Regions from separate parts of the Zea mays genome. Here region 2 is linked to region 1. A link is a contact called in public Hi-C data. All regions are on one chromosome and are shown on one strand. Each heading gives the region's core, a stretch centred on a gene start, on an enhancer-like site or on the middle of the called end of the contact. The rest is flanking DNA. Distances are from core to core; before and after follow the strand shown.

What was found. A called contact is a pair of places that touch in the nucleus more often than the background predicts.
Region 2: a Hi-C map of leaf shows a contact between it and region 1, with 7 times the contacts expected there. The contact joins the promoter of LOC100282761 here to the promoter of LOC100384229 in region 1. A contact is called at or near these places in 2 of 25 Hi-C or Micro-C datasets (both in leaf).

Annotation. Positions count from the first base shown.
Region 1 is chr1:290,408,672-290,415,962 of Zm-B73-REFERENCE-NAM-5.0, forward strand. LOC100384229 (transcription factor PHYTOCHROME INTERACTING FACTOR-LIKE 13) reads right to left here and starts at 4,023. Exons shown (of 9, transcript XM_020546985.1): 1 at 3,624-4,023; 2 at 3,264-3,360; 3 at 2,611-3,157; 4 at 2,430-2,531; 5 at 2,255-2,320; 6 at 2,020-2,085; 7 at 1,623-1,922; 8 at 1,171-1,520; 9 at 1-1,076. The coding sequence starts at 4,008. The coding sequence ends at 1,383.
Region 2 is chr1:290,805,637-290,812,927 of Zm-B73-REFERENCE-NAM-5.0, forward strand. LOC100282761 (inositolphosphorylceramide-B C-26 hydroxylase) reads right to left here and starts at 3,371. Exons shown (of 7, transcript NM_001155667.2): 1 at 3,121-3,371; 2 at 2,323-2,388; 3 at 1,905-1,997; 4 at 1,634-1,830; 5 at 1,442-1,547; 6 at 1,149-1,295; 7 at 735-1,040. The coding sequence starts at 2,373. The coding sequence ends at 921.

The DNA of each region.
Region 1 (7,291 bases), core at 2,773-5,272:
AATTCCAACCAGGCACATGGACAAAGCGCCAAGCAGCAGGGGAGCAAGGAGGAAGTACAGTACAGGGGGGGTCCAAATCCAATCCAAATGCGGTAGACAGAAAACCGCAGGAGATATGAGCATCTGATCCTATCATCACCGGCTGCCCACAGCATGTGCTGATAGGGCCGTGAGTGTAACATGCACTCTGAATGCTGTAAGCCTGTAACATCATGGAAAAAGCCTGGAGAGGGAACCCCCCCCTCCTCCTCCAGTCTGAAGATGAGAGGCTGGCATATCTTGCAACGAGCCCAGCCCAGGGCTCCACACAGATTCTCGCGGCTGCTGCCAGCCACAAGAACGCCAGGAGGATGCCGAACCGTTGCCCGTGGAGCATGTGCCCACAAGTCCACGTCCTGTGAAGATGCAATCAAGCCGGCAGTGTGATGGACTGTCTGGCGAGCTCATCTCCTGCAAGACCAAACCTTTCCACAAGCAGGAAATGGTGTTAGCGACTTATGTACTTAGATAGGATCATTGTCGTGACCTACAAATAGGAGCAGGCAGAAAGACAGGATTGATTAATATATGATATGCGATATAAATATGCACTTCGGATTCATAAGCTTGTTATCCATTCTGTCTGCAGGTAGGACGGGCCTGCTGGCTGGATTTTCGTCAGTTGACAACAAACATTTCGACACTCCCTTTTTTCATTAGTATAACAGTATTCGAAGGAAAAATGTTTCCACAGTACCTTACGACATCCTAGGAATTGACTGCTGATTGAATATTGCTTGCTGTACAGATCAGTACATACAGTAGGACAGGAGTCGGAGTTGGCATCTCAGGGGAGAGGGGTTGCTATCTACCTGCAACTCTGCATTTACATGTAGATGTAGCATTCGTGTCCAGACAAGCATTGCCATATTGATGTAGATACACTGCAGCGCAGCGCAGCTACAGAGATGCCATCCGCTCCTCATCACGTCAGTATTTTCAGCGGTTCCCAGAAAAAGAAAGACCCTTTCTTGATCCTGTAAGTGTCAAGAAAAGGATGGTTAAACCGACTGGCCTTGGCATTATCTACTCCTTTCCTGATATGTACAAAACTGTCAGTTCAATCTCAAGGAATGGATCCACCCGTTAAAAAAAACTCACAGGTTGTGCTTTGTTTCGTATAATACTCACCCATTCAATTCTCTCTTGAACGCTGTACTGCAGTCTGCACAGCAGTATGCAGCTGAGTTCTTCCGTAGATAGAATACGGCGGTAGACAGGCTGTTATCTTGTAACCTATACAAGACTCCTGATAATAACTCTAGAACTAAGCTTACATGTCAAAGAATATGCTTCTGACACTTCTGTACAGATATACAGCTCAAGGCATGATTTTGGTCACTCTAAACTCTATGTAAAGTTGGTGGTTGCCCTGCCTTAGAAGTTGGTATAACAGTACTAGCTGCCACTTCCAGTATCTTATTGTGTTCTTCGGCTTGTGCTATTTGATGTCCATGAACATGGGGTCCTGGTCCTGGTACCTGCAGAACAATTGACAGCTTATTTAGTTAATCAGCTAGAAATAAAAAGGTTGAAATGTCCCTGAAGTCCACAGCATCTGGGTCATCATACTATGGTCGTACCTGAGGTACCACTGCTGCTCGCCCGCCATCTAGGTGAAGCAAGTGGCTACTTGCATCCCTGAGGTGACCGATTTGCACCTGGTTCGCGGCGTTCAGTGGATTCATTAGATTCATAGCTGGAGACGAGTTCAGATGGATATGGTTTGGCAGGGTGTGGTTCATGTATGGTAATCTTGGCATCTGACTTAGGCCCTGTGCTGCAGGGATGCAACCTGGATTCATTCCTAGAGCCATCTGTGGAATGAATTGGTGAACACCAGGAAACATCATTGGCGCCATCCCAGAAGTCATCCACATGATCTGAAACATATCTATTACTTAGTTTCATTCGGTACCAGCAAATGATCTTGTATGGGATCATGTAAGTTCAGGACTTCAGGTAGGAGTAGCTGCTAACCTGAACTTGCATTTGGAGGGACTTCAGATACTCAATCGTCTCGTCTAATATCGACGCTTTGTCAGTCTGAAAACAATTGGAGCTGATAAAGTAAGAAAAAGGTCGGCGAAAAACAAAATAAACATACTGACAATGATAAAGGACACAGCATGTTAACACTCACCCAACAGAATGTCATTATTCAAGGGACTTGCACCTGACAAGAAAAGATGCATAATATGTATTAATAATATACCTTGTTGCAATGCGGGATGAGCTCTTGCAATGCGCGCATCTTTTCATTGATCCGGTCCCTTCTTCTCTACATCAGCAGCAGTCACCAGTCAATATTGCTGTAAGAACAATTTACCAACGAGCTGCCTTCCTGAAAACAGGCTTTGGTTGCTAGCACAATCTGATTCTGATCTCACCCTCTCTGAAAGATTGTGAACTTCAGCTGCACGAGTCCGGCGTTTCGTCCCATATCGCCTTGATGGTTTCGTTTCCTCACTTGCCTCCTCACACTCGGCATCCTGCAATTTCCTCGTCAATTATATTCCACTCTAGCATCCCTATTTCCAAAAATGATGAACAGAGTAGACCAAGAAACACCTCACTCGGACTATCTGAGTCGTCTCTACACCTCCCCTTCCTCTTCTGTACATGGACGCTGTCACTGGGCAGCCCGAATCCCCCATAGTTGCTTCCAGACCCGCCGGATGACGATGTGCCGTCGTGCGCGCCGGTATTGCTCGGCAACTCCGACTGCAATGCCGCGTCCTTCCCCCTGATCCTTGCCGGCGTCCTGAGCACCTGGTTGCTTCCGCAGAAGGTCGAGCAGATGTCGCCAGCCCAGCTCGACTCGACGCCGCTGCTCCCAACGGGCGGCGAAGGCGAAGGCTGCGAGGTAGGGCCCGGGAGCGTGCCCTCGTGCTGCGGGGCGGCGTCGGCGATGGTGCTGTACCAGAGCTGCGTGTACAGGTCCTTCTCCAGCGCGTCGTCGAGGGTGTCCGGGAACCACGCGGCGGTCTCTTCGCCGGTGAGGCCGCTGGTGCCCGGGCGGTCGGGGTCGTAGGTGGGCGCCGGCCTCTGGTGCGCCTGGGGCTGCGCGACGACGCTCCCGTTGTGCCACAGCAGCTCCACGAGGTCGTCGTCCGCGCTGCAGTGCGGGCGCCATTGGAGGGAGCAGGCGCAATCGATCAGTGGAAATGAAAGGAGAGTTCTTTTGGTGGGGCTGGGGGAGACTGGCGAAACAGAATCCTTACACGACGGGCTTCTTCTGATTCGTTGCCGCCGACCTCGCATTGCCGTCCATCTCGTCAGGACTTCGACTCGAGTGCCCGGAGAACAACGTCTTCTCTCCTGCAAAAGGAGAGCAGGCCCGTGGCAAGAACAGCAGGCGTCAACGAACTAACTAACCCAAGAGAAGAAACTTCTCCGTCGAAGCAGAACCGCAACAGGAGGAGGAGGAGAAAGGGAAGAAAAAAAGATAGACAAGAAAGAAAGGGGACGAGAAGAGAAGCTACCCCTTCTATCGGAATATCGGATAGAAAGAAAGAGAAATCTTTTTACTAGTGGTACTGCTGATGAATACTGATAGTGAGCTGACGTCTACCGTCTAGTACCTGATTCTGAACGGAGTACTGCTGCGTGCTGCTGCTGCCTCGCCCGAGCAGAGCTACCTTGCGAGTCGTCGCCTCCGTCCGTCCTTGGCGCCTTGCAAGCTGCAAACAGGAGCAGGCTCAGGGAGCTTTTATGAGGCAGCTCTGTAGCAGCACGGCATGAGAGCACACAAGTCGGAGCGCTCGTACACTGGGTGGCTGCAGCCGCTGTCCCGTTTACTTCGCTCTCTCGAGAAAGGAGAGAGGCCGTGCGCGGGGTGGCGGGTGTGGGGAATTTTCGCGTGGATTTTTTTCCCGGGAAATAATAACGGGGAGTGCGATGGGATGGGAGGTGGACGCGATTTTTGCAGCTGCGATTTTGATGGCGGAGGCGGACAAGCGTTGGCATCTTTGTCGGATCCCCTTGGCGTGGGATAAATGTCGGCCCTCGTAATTGGCAGCTTGGAAGAACGAATGGATCATGCTCATGGATGCATCGCTTCTCCTCTGCTTCTGCTGCCGCGAGCTCCTTCGGATTGCGTAACTGAGTTTCTTTTGCTCCTCTTCGACTGAGGCACTACTGTGATTTCTTTTCTTTTCTCTTGTTGTTCTGCAACAAGATTCCTAGGTAAATTATCTGTTACATACCGGAGCATAAAAGAGTAACCTTTTGGATGGCTAAGAGTGTATATGAACGATCCTGCCATAAGAATTCCAAAGATTTGGATCATTAGTCCGAAATTTCAGAAGAGACAAAGCACAACATTTTTTTCTTCTTGCTACAGGGATGTAGTTGGGCAGTAGGCTGCAAGAACATTCCGACATTTGGTGCCTGATTGGTACCAATACCATGTGTTCTAAATCATATGAACTTTATCCTAAAAATACTCTGTTAGATAAATAGGTATTTCAGTTTTAATTTAATCCAGAAAACAGAGTGACGTACGTAACGACATGTATGTACATATGTGTATCACTACTCACATAAGCAGTAAAAAATAGTAAAATATGCACAATTACTAAGAATAGAATGTACCCTGCGGAGGGACCGATGCTCAAGGCGTCAGTGACTCCATTCACACGAGACATCTCGTGTGTCTTGTGTGTATGTTCGATGTAGTCGTACGCAGTCGATGCAGCCAGATGTACGCAGTGCAGTCCCTCGAACGGCGCCGGCGACGAGAAACCTGATCAGCGCTGGTCGAGCGGACAAAGCGAGCAGTCGCGAGTACGCTCCCCAAAAACCTGATCGTCCGCACACCCGTGTAAGTGTAGCTCTGCGGACGGCGATTTTGGAGGCCTGCTTCCTCCACACTTTCTGTGCTCGCAGAAGGTGGGACGGGAATGGCTGTTTGCAACACGTCTGAGACTGTTCGTACGTGCTGTAACCAGAAGCAGCCCCATCTCCTCCGTATATGTACACACGTAGAGGGAGGCGAACGGACACTAACGATCGCCATCAGAGCTACCGCATCAGTGACGTCCGCTACTAGCCATAATACAGGAAACAAACAGTAACGAATGACAGTAATGGACGATCATCACTTCAGGCAAAATGCACAACCGTTAGAACGAATACTCGGACCAAGGTCTGATCTACCAGGTCACGACCATGCGGCCTCGGCTACAGCCCAGCCGGCGGCGCGTGTGCGTGTGACAATCCTTCATCTTTATCTCATCTTCTCAATAGATGCATCAATGGTCCACCTATTTAAGTTGATTGAATTGTCTCTTAAACTTCCGATATGATACTAAAGTACTAGTACACCACACTGTAACATTAAATTGTGCCTTTAGTATTGACTATTATTGAATATTAATTTGAGCCAGATCCACATTAATTCAACAGACTCTATCCTAATCCTAAAAAAGAAATCTCTTGGTTTGTTAATATGCGAATTATTATCAAACTACCTTAGCGAAGCTATATATACGTGGGTCCTTATGTTGTAATCAATGATATTCGAATAAAAAAAAAAGAGTCTCGTTATATTGTGAGGATATGTTCTTTGACCGTTAATGTTTAAGTCATGTGATTTTAGTTATGAATTATGTATTTTCATTATTATATTTGAGTTATTATGACAGAACCTCCCAAGGTATTAGGCCCACCTACAGTTGTCCTTGTCCTAAGGACTTCGGACAACCCTGTAGGTGCACATAATCACTCGACAAGTTTGGTAACATGTATTCTCATCATTTCGTCTAAGAGCGCTTCACCCGTCACGCAGATATCACAAAACCGGAGTAAAGAAATAAAGAAATAGTGAAAGCGGATTACAATAACATAATTTACATTAACAAAATACAGAGAGAGTGGTACTTATTACAATACCAGAGTACTAGGAGTGCATAAAGTAGACCAGGGAGGCAAAACACCCTCCCGTACAAATGTTTAGTGTTTTCAAATCGGGAGGTCAACATCCTCCCGCGCACACGATCACTGCTTGGGCTCCTCCTTGGGTATCACCTTTGAGCAGAAACAGCAGAACTCCGCTGTTTCCTCACCTACAACAACATGTGTTCGAAAACCCTTAGTACGAAGTATACTTTAGCAAGTCTTACCCGACAAAAGAAAAAGACTCTCCAGGATATGCTGGCTTGAGGGAGTCAAGGTAAGTGAAAGGGAATTAGGCTTACACCTAGTTCCTAAATAATTTTGGTGGTTGAATTGCCCAACACAAATATTAGACTAACTAGTTTGCTCTAGTGTGTAAGTTATACAGGTGCAAAAGGTTCACACTTAGCCAATAAAAAGACCAAGTATTGGGTTCAAATAAAGGAGCAAAGGTCAACCGAAAGCACCTCTGGTCTGGCGCACCGGACTGTCCGGTGTGCCACCGGACATGTCCGGTGCACCAGGGGACTCCGACTTCAAACTCTTCACTCTCGGGAATTTCCAAAGGCCACTCCGCTATAATTCACCGGACTGTCCGGTGTACACCGGACATATCCGGTGCTCCAAGGAAGACCGGCCTCAGGAACTCGCCAGCCTCGGGTTTTCACTTCGGCTGCTCCGCTAAAATTCACCGGACTGTCCGGTGTACACCGGACTGTCCGGTGCAACCTCGGGGCAACGACTACTTCGCGCCAACGGTCACCTGCAGGCGCATTTAATGCGGGCCAGAAGCGCACAGTCGTCAGGCACGCGGGAGCAGGCGCACCGGACACTCTACAGTGCATGTCCGGTGCGCCACCAGACATCAAGGCGGGCCCAGAGACAGAGCTCCAACGGTCGACCCAACGGCTATTTGGTGATGTGGCTGTCGCACCGGACATGTCCGGTGTGCACCGGACTGTCCGGTGCACCATACGACAGACAGCTCCACCAACGGTCAAGTTTGGTGGTTGGGGCTATAAATACCCCAACCACCCCACCATTCATTGCATCCAAGTTTTCCAGCTTCCAACTACTATACAAGAGCTAGCATTCATTGCAAAGCACACCAAAAAGAGATCAAATCCTCTCCCAACTCCACACAAAGCCCTAGTGACTAGAGAGAGTGATTTGTAGTGTTCATTTGAGCTCTTGCGCTTGGATCGCTTCCTTTTCTTTGGCTTTCTTTCTTGTGATCAAACACTCACTTGTAATTGAGGCAAGAGACACCAATCGTGTGGTGGTCCTTGCGGGAACTTTGTGTTCCAAGTGATTGAGAAGAGAAAGCTCACTCGGTCCGAGGGACCGTTTGAGA
Region 2 (7,291 bases), core at 2,121-4,620, 400 kb after region 1:
AAAAAAGATGAACCAAACAGGCCCTATGTGTGAGGCTTTTGAGGACTACGAGTCTACGACGTTTGTGCACCTCGTCAATCGTCATGGACATCACGCTAGGACGCAGAGCGCCCGGAGTCAAATGAGAGGGAGAAAGAAAGAGATCAACAACTAATGGACATGACAGTGATTGAATGGATGATATTCATAGATGAGATCGATGACAGGTAGAGTTCACATGTGCTGACGTGGCTAGTTTGAAAAGTATTGGGGAATGTACTGTTGGAGATCTGTTGTGGGGCAACGTGATTTTGGGAAAATAAAATTTTAGCAGAACTCCAATAAATTATTTTGGGGAAAGATTTTTAGGGATCTGTTATAGGGCAACGTGATTTTGGGAAAATAAAATTTTAGCAGAACTCCAATAAATTATTTTGGGGAAAGATTTTTTGGAACACTCTTGAGTTGCTCTTATGTGGCCTTAGCTGTTGCCTAAGCTGCTCATACCTTTCGCAAACGCACAAAATTTGCGGCACTCTCCTGAATCCGTAAACCCAAGCCCAGAATATCCATGAGATATACCCAGTCTTCCAACTGTATACAGAGACAGCGCATGATGGGGACCCGGAGGAGGAACAAAAATGCGCGCGAGAATCTTGCATTTGCAAGAGTCTGATGCTCTGATTTTAAGAACTAGACGAAAAGAGTTAAGTAAAACATGCCGTTTTCGGTACAGCTGGCAATGCACAGAAGGCTGAGGCAGCGAAGTACTATCATCACATTCAGAATAGATCAACAGACAATCAGTACACTACAAGAACTTTGAGAACTGAATGAACATGTCAACCCATCGCACGAAGACAGATCCAGGATTATCCCTAGCTTGAATATATATTACAGGTCCCCTAGAATCTCTCATGCCAAGAATTGAGTTACGTGCGTCAGTTCTTCTTCCCAGACGTCATGGATGGAGGCAATGTCCCAAAGACAGCGTCCCAAAGCGATGAGGTGATGCCGAAGCCCTTGTCCTGGATTCTGAAGTGATGGTTGAGGTGATACCTCTGCATATATCAGGCAAAGATCGAAAGGGGTCAAAACCTTGTGGACATTTGCACGGAGCACCTGGCTAAATTCATGTCTTTTAAGTGGGCACACCATCATGTCCTCACCTTGAGATGTTTTGCTGGGTCTTTGGATGGTTGCCCATGGTGCAGGTAGTAGTGAGTGCAATCATACATCACATATCCCAACAGACCGCCTCCGAACAGTGCGGGTGTGGTAGAGGGAGTTGCGAAGAACGCGACCAGGTTCCAGAACTGAAAAACAAAACGGCAGAGGATTCAGTTGATTCGGTCTTCTTTCTTCTGAATGGTCAAAAGTTCCAGATCATCGAGTCCAGTTCGAAGCATAGTGTTTAGTACTTTTGTTGCTTGTAGTATAACAAACAGTTTCTGGGCTATACCGGGAAACACAAAATTGCTGTTGCAGTAGGAGGAAACACAAGCCTGAGTGAGTCCATGGGGTGCTTATGGTGGCACCCGTGAAGAAGGTAATGCGCGGTGTTCCACCTGCAGCAATGCATCGACGACAATCTGAGGAGCAGAAGGAAAGACATGATGAGACATTGCCAACGCGAAGGTCGAAGCATTCTTACCAGTAGGTCTTGGTCTCAATGTGGAACAGGAAGCGGTGCAAAGTGTATTCGATCAGCGTCCAAATAAATATCCCAAATAGAGCCATCATAGCTACGTCCTGAACGGTATGACCCATCAGAATAGATTTCACGAGCAGGCAGCAGACAACAGGCAGCCATATAGTTGGCACAGCCCACCACTTCGTGCGAGTCAAGAACTGGACAGTCCAAGAAGTTTGTTAGTACGGTTACCAAAACCCCTAGGATACCAATGCGATGGGATATGCGTTACCTCCAGGACATCATTTCCGAAAAAGCGTGGACCCTCCTTGCTGACGATCGGTTGGTGAACCCATTCCTGGTACCGTTCCTCAAGATGGCCAACCTGCATCCACAAAATCAAGAAACAACCAGAAGATGGTTATGTGAATGCGAACCACGTGAAGCAGCTGGACATCGACTCAGAAACTCGGAAGTTTACAACTACTACATGAGATTCCGCTTTCATGATAGAATCTGCCACAATTATTGCTGAGGAGAAAGCACAGTCTAACACTAAGGCCTGGTTGCGAAAAGACCCAAAGCTGCATTAAACAAGCTCAAAAGTACATAATAACTTGTAAAGTGCGAGAGAGAATCCCATAAGCTACTTCAAAAAGGCTAAGATTCACAGCAACCATCGCAAAGGAGCAACTAAGAGCGAGGCATACCTGGAAAACAAGGGGCTTGTTGAGATCAACTGTGAACTCCTGGACAACCATCTTCCCCAGTCAGCGCTGCACGAGAGAGTCCCACATCACATACCATACCACATACAGCAGGTGAGGAAGCAAAGGCAGATTCAGAAAAGGTACAGTCTCCAAAGGCGCAGGGAGAAACTCGTAGGTGGCGATGAGCAGAACCAACTGACAATGACAGTGGTGGGGACTGGGGAGAGCCGCGCCGAACTAGCCAGCTTCAGGCCTAGACAGCAGACACGCACCACCAGTGAGGGTACCATGATTATCGCCTTTCCCCGCTTGCCCACGACGGCTTCTCCCTGATTAGGCAGTCATCGGCATGTGGCTGTGGCTCCACCACACGACAGGCAATCTTCATCTCCTTGCTTACTCGCCCACAGCCGTTGTTCGCACGGATTTGGCAACCGATACTTGACTGTGCGTCGCAACTCACAAGACTGTGCCTCTAGTGTCTACGCGCCTCTTTTTTTTTTGTTGAGTCATAATGTTTTGCAGTGAAAATGTTCGCACGAATCTGAACAGACTTCGCACAACACCATGGCACCGGATGCGACAAGAGCAGTCTCGGTCTAGATCCAAGGCATTGGGACCCTGAAACCACAGGTCCGCCGCCACCCAAGCGCCGCGGGAAAAAAAATATCTCCGGCGTCGTACATCTACGAAACTAGACCGGGCGAGCGAGCGATATTGTCCAATGCGGCCCGGCGGGGAAGCACGGCGTGATCGAGAGAAGGGAGGGAGCGGGGCCAGGGGGGCGGGGAAACTCACCGGCGGCGGCAATGGCGCGCTCTTCCCCGGGAGCGGCGGAGCCCTCCTTCTCCCCGGGCGGCGAGACAGAGAGAGAGGAGGGGCGGGCGGGCGGGCGGGCGGTCGAACGGAGAAGAGCAGCGGATGGCACTGCAGGGGCGAGCGGGGGCCGAATAAGAGGCAGGGGGGTATTCTGCCAAAAAAAGATGCCTCCAGTCTGCCGCCAGACAGATCCCCGCACGCCTGTGTGCGTGCGTTTGGAAGAATTAGCGGGGTTTTGCGAGGGTGCGTCTGTAAATGGTGGTCCGCCAAGGGCTCTCGCTCTCTCAAATGGGGGGGACGAGGCGGCGCTGGCTGCGCTGCAATGCGATGGGGACACCGGGGTGGGGTGGGACACGCCCGCCAGCTTGGCATTGGGCTGTGCCCTGCTGTGCGTGGAGCCGTGGACTCGGGATGGGGACAGCTACTGCATGGAGCAGCAAGGCTGGTGCATGGTGTTCGCTACACGTCGGTCTGAGCCCCTTCGATAGGCATAGGGGTAAGAAACGAGCGACGCTTGTGTTCCATACATATCGTTCCCAGCCACATTGATAGGTGTAAGGCTGTCTCCAGTGGTGTCCCCTAAACTTTTCCCACTAATGGGGTGTTTGGTTCTGTGGACTAAAGTTTAGCCCGGGTCACATCAAGCGTTTGACTTTCAAATAAAAGTATGAGATATAGAACCAACCAACTGTACTAGATTCGTCTCACTTTTTAATTTTCGACTGAGAAATTAGTTTTATAATCCGACTACATTTAATACCTCGAACGGAGGTTCAAACATTCGATGTGATACGAGCTAAATTTTAGCAGGGGCAAACCAAACACCCCTTAAATATTACTATACAGTCACGTCAACAAGATTCTCTCCCCTATATTCACTCATCTCGCAACCGTTCCCCCTATAAATTTCCCTATGTATCCCTCTACACATTAAATATACATTTCCACATAACTAACATAACCAACTTCATTTTTCTATTTTCTTTTTTCCTTTTCACACGTCCGAACATGTCGTAAATAAATTTTTTTAATATTTTTTTACAATTTATGTAGAACGTACTAACAAAACAAGTTAGTTAAAATTTAATTAGGAATGTCATACAAAACGTCATAATTGTGCGTCGTCAAACATTTAATCAAACATTGCGACGTCATAATTCAAACTAGCTTACGTTGCAAGCAGACCCCGAGCAATCGTACGCACGAAGCCACGGTTGGCTTCCAGTGAAAGCCACGAGCTTCCCCCACAAGCCAGAATCATCTCGCCTATATATATATACACTTTGTCTTCCTAAATGTGCCCACATCCAACACAACTTCATCTAGTTCGACATTTGTTCGGTATGTCTCATTTCCATAGGGAGATGATTCCGATTCGAGTGATAGTGACGACGACACACTTATGCTTGTCACTCTTCTTACGCTAAACATTGAGGCTAGACGCCTTCTCCGACGACGTTCCGGTATACCTCGCCGCATCATTCACAGAGATCATTTTGCTGGAGAAAACCTCATCCACCATCACTACTTCGGCCCCAACCAAGTGTATCCTCCCCACGTGTTTCGTCGAAGGTACGAAGTTCAAAAATTTCTGGATATGTTCTCACATTAACATTGTCTTCATAATCAACCTATTACATTTTATAGGTTCCGCATGAGTAGGTCTTTGTTCATCCGCATTATGGAAGGACTTCAACGGTAGGATAGTTACTTTACGCAACGGGTGGACGCAACGGGCCTGCCAGGCCTCGGACCCCTTCAAAAAGTTTGTGCGGCAATGCGGATACTTGCTTATGGGTTACCTACTGATGCCGCAGACGAGTACATTCAAATTGGCGAGTCTACCGCTAGGGAATGCCTTAATCATTTTTGTCGCGCAATCATTGCATATTTTAGTGGGTGGTATCTACGAACTCCTAATGAAGCTGACATAGCACGCATCATGCACAATAGTGAGGCTAGGGGCTTTCCAGGAATGTTGGGTTCCATAGATTGCATGCATTGGGAGTGGAGTAACTGTCCTACGGCCTGGCGTGGACAGATTTGTGGCAGAAATGGAAGACCTACGATGATACTAGAAGCGGTAGCAACGTATGATCTATGGATTTGGCATGCATTTTTTGGCATGCCTGGGACAAATAATGACGTAAACGTGCTTCACTGATCACCAGTATTTGACCCCATGACAAGCAGTCGAATGCCACCCGTCAATTACACAATCAACGGTCATCCTTACAACTTCGGATATTACCTTGTTGATGGCATTTACCCCAACTAGCCAACTTTTGTCAAAGCAATTTGACACCCATATGAGGAAAAGAAAGTATATTTCACACAAATGCAGGAAAGTTGCAGGAAGGATATTGAGCGCGCATTTGGTGTTCTTCAAGCACGGTGGGCGGTGCTACGTGGTCCAGCGTACGGTTGGGATCGCAATCGTTTAACGGAGATAATAACAGCATGCATCATCATGCACAACATGATTGTCAAAGACAAAGGTCAGTTTGCTGCAAATACAGATTTCGGAGACACCACTTCAGGTATTGAATCATCTCAACTAATTCAAGAAGGACGGTCTGAATGGGTGATCAATCACTTCGATCTTCGTCAGCAACAAAGGTCGTTGACACTACAAAATGATCTTGTCGAGCATTTGTGGGCTCGACGTGGAAGCATGTGACCTTATCGTTTCATAACTACGTAGTTGGATCTTCAATTCAATAAGTTTAATGTCGTCTGTAATGTTCTTGTTATGCTTCTTTCATTAAATAATGTAATTCTACAATTTCACATCCCGATGTCGTGTGTTCATGGACAAAGTGATTGAAATTTAGTTTCTCACACTACACAGGTACAACCTATTTGAAAGGGAAATGTGCCCTTGGGCCATTTCTAAAGTATTTTGGTGATTAAGTGCCCAACACAAATGCTTTAAGTGTTAATTTGTGCCAAAGACTCAAGAAGTGCAAATCAAGGTACAAGGTATGTTTCTAGACTTAGTACATTGATTTGAAGACTAATGTATTGTGTCCAAGTGCTAGAAACAGGAGAAAATGTTTTGGAAAAGAGTTGGCTGTGTACAGCCAAATGCAGCTCGGCCTGGGTGCACCGGACTGTCCGGTGGTGCACCGAACAGTGTCCGGTGGTGCACCAGACAGTGTCCGGTGTGCCAGGACCAGTCTTGGAGAACAGTCCGCTCTCAGGACTCGACGGCGGCGTACGACTATAAACCATCGGACTGTCCGGTGGTGCACCAGACTGTCTGGTGAGTCGTCTGCGCCAAAGTCGTCGCTCTCAGGAAACGATCAACGGCGTATGGCTAAAATTCACCGGACTGTCCGGTGGTGCACCGGACTGTCCGGTGAAGCCAATGGTCGATTGCGCCAATGGTCGGCCGCGCAATCCGCGTGCGACGTGTGGGCGAGCCAACGGTAGGTTTTTTTACTGGACTGTCCGGTGTGCACCGGATAGTGTCTGGTGTGCCAACTGTCGCAAAACTGCAACAGTCGGATGCGCCTGAAAAGGAAGGAGATTGCGCACCGGACAGCTACAGGGACTGTCCGGTGGCACATCGGACTGTCCGGTGCGCCACCTGACAGAAGGCAAGAATTGCCTTCCAAGAATGCCTCCAACGGCTCCTAGCTGCCTTGGGGCTATAGAAGGGACCCCTAGGCGCATGGAGGAGACACCTAAGCATACTTTGAGCATTCTAAATCTTTCACACTCCGTCTCCGCACACTTGATTGACTTTCTTAGTGATTTGAGCTCCGTTCTAGTGGTGAACTTGTTGCGATTCATTCGAGCTCAAGTCTTGGCTGTGTGTGTGCGTATTGTTGCGGATTTGTGTGTGTTGCTTCCCTCCCTTACTCTAGTGCTTTCACTTTGATATTTGTTGTAAGGGCGAGAGACTCCAAGTTGTGGAGATTCCTCGCAAACGGGAAAGAGTAAAAGAAAGAAAACAACTGTGGTATTCAAGTTGATCATTGGATCACTTGAGAGGGGTTGAGTGCGACCCTCGTCCATTGGGACGCCACAACGTGGAGTAGGCAAGTGTTACACTTGGCCGAACCACAGGATAACTCGTGTGTCTCTTGTGATTGCTTCTCTGTGTGATTCGCAAGAGCTCGCTCTATAACCACTTGGTTTATCA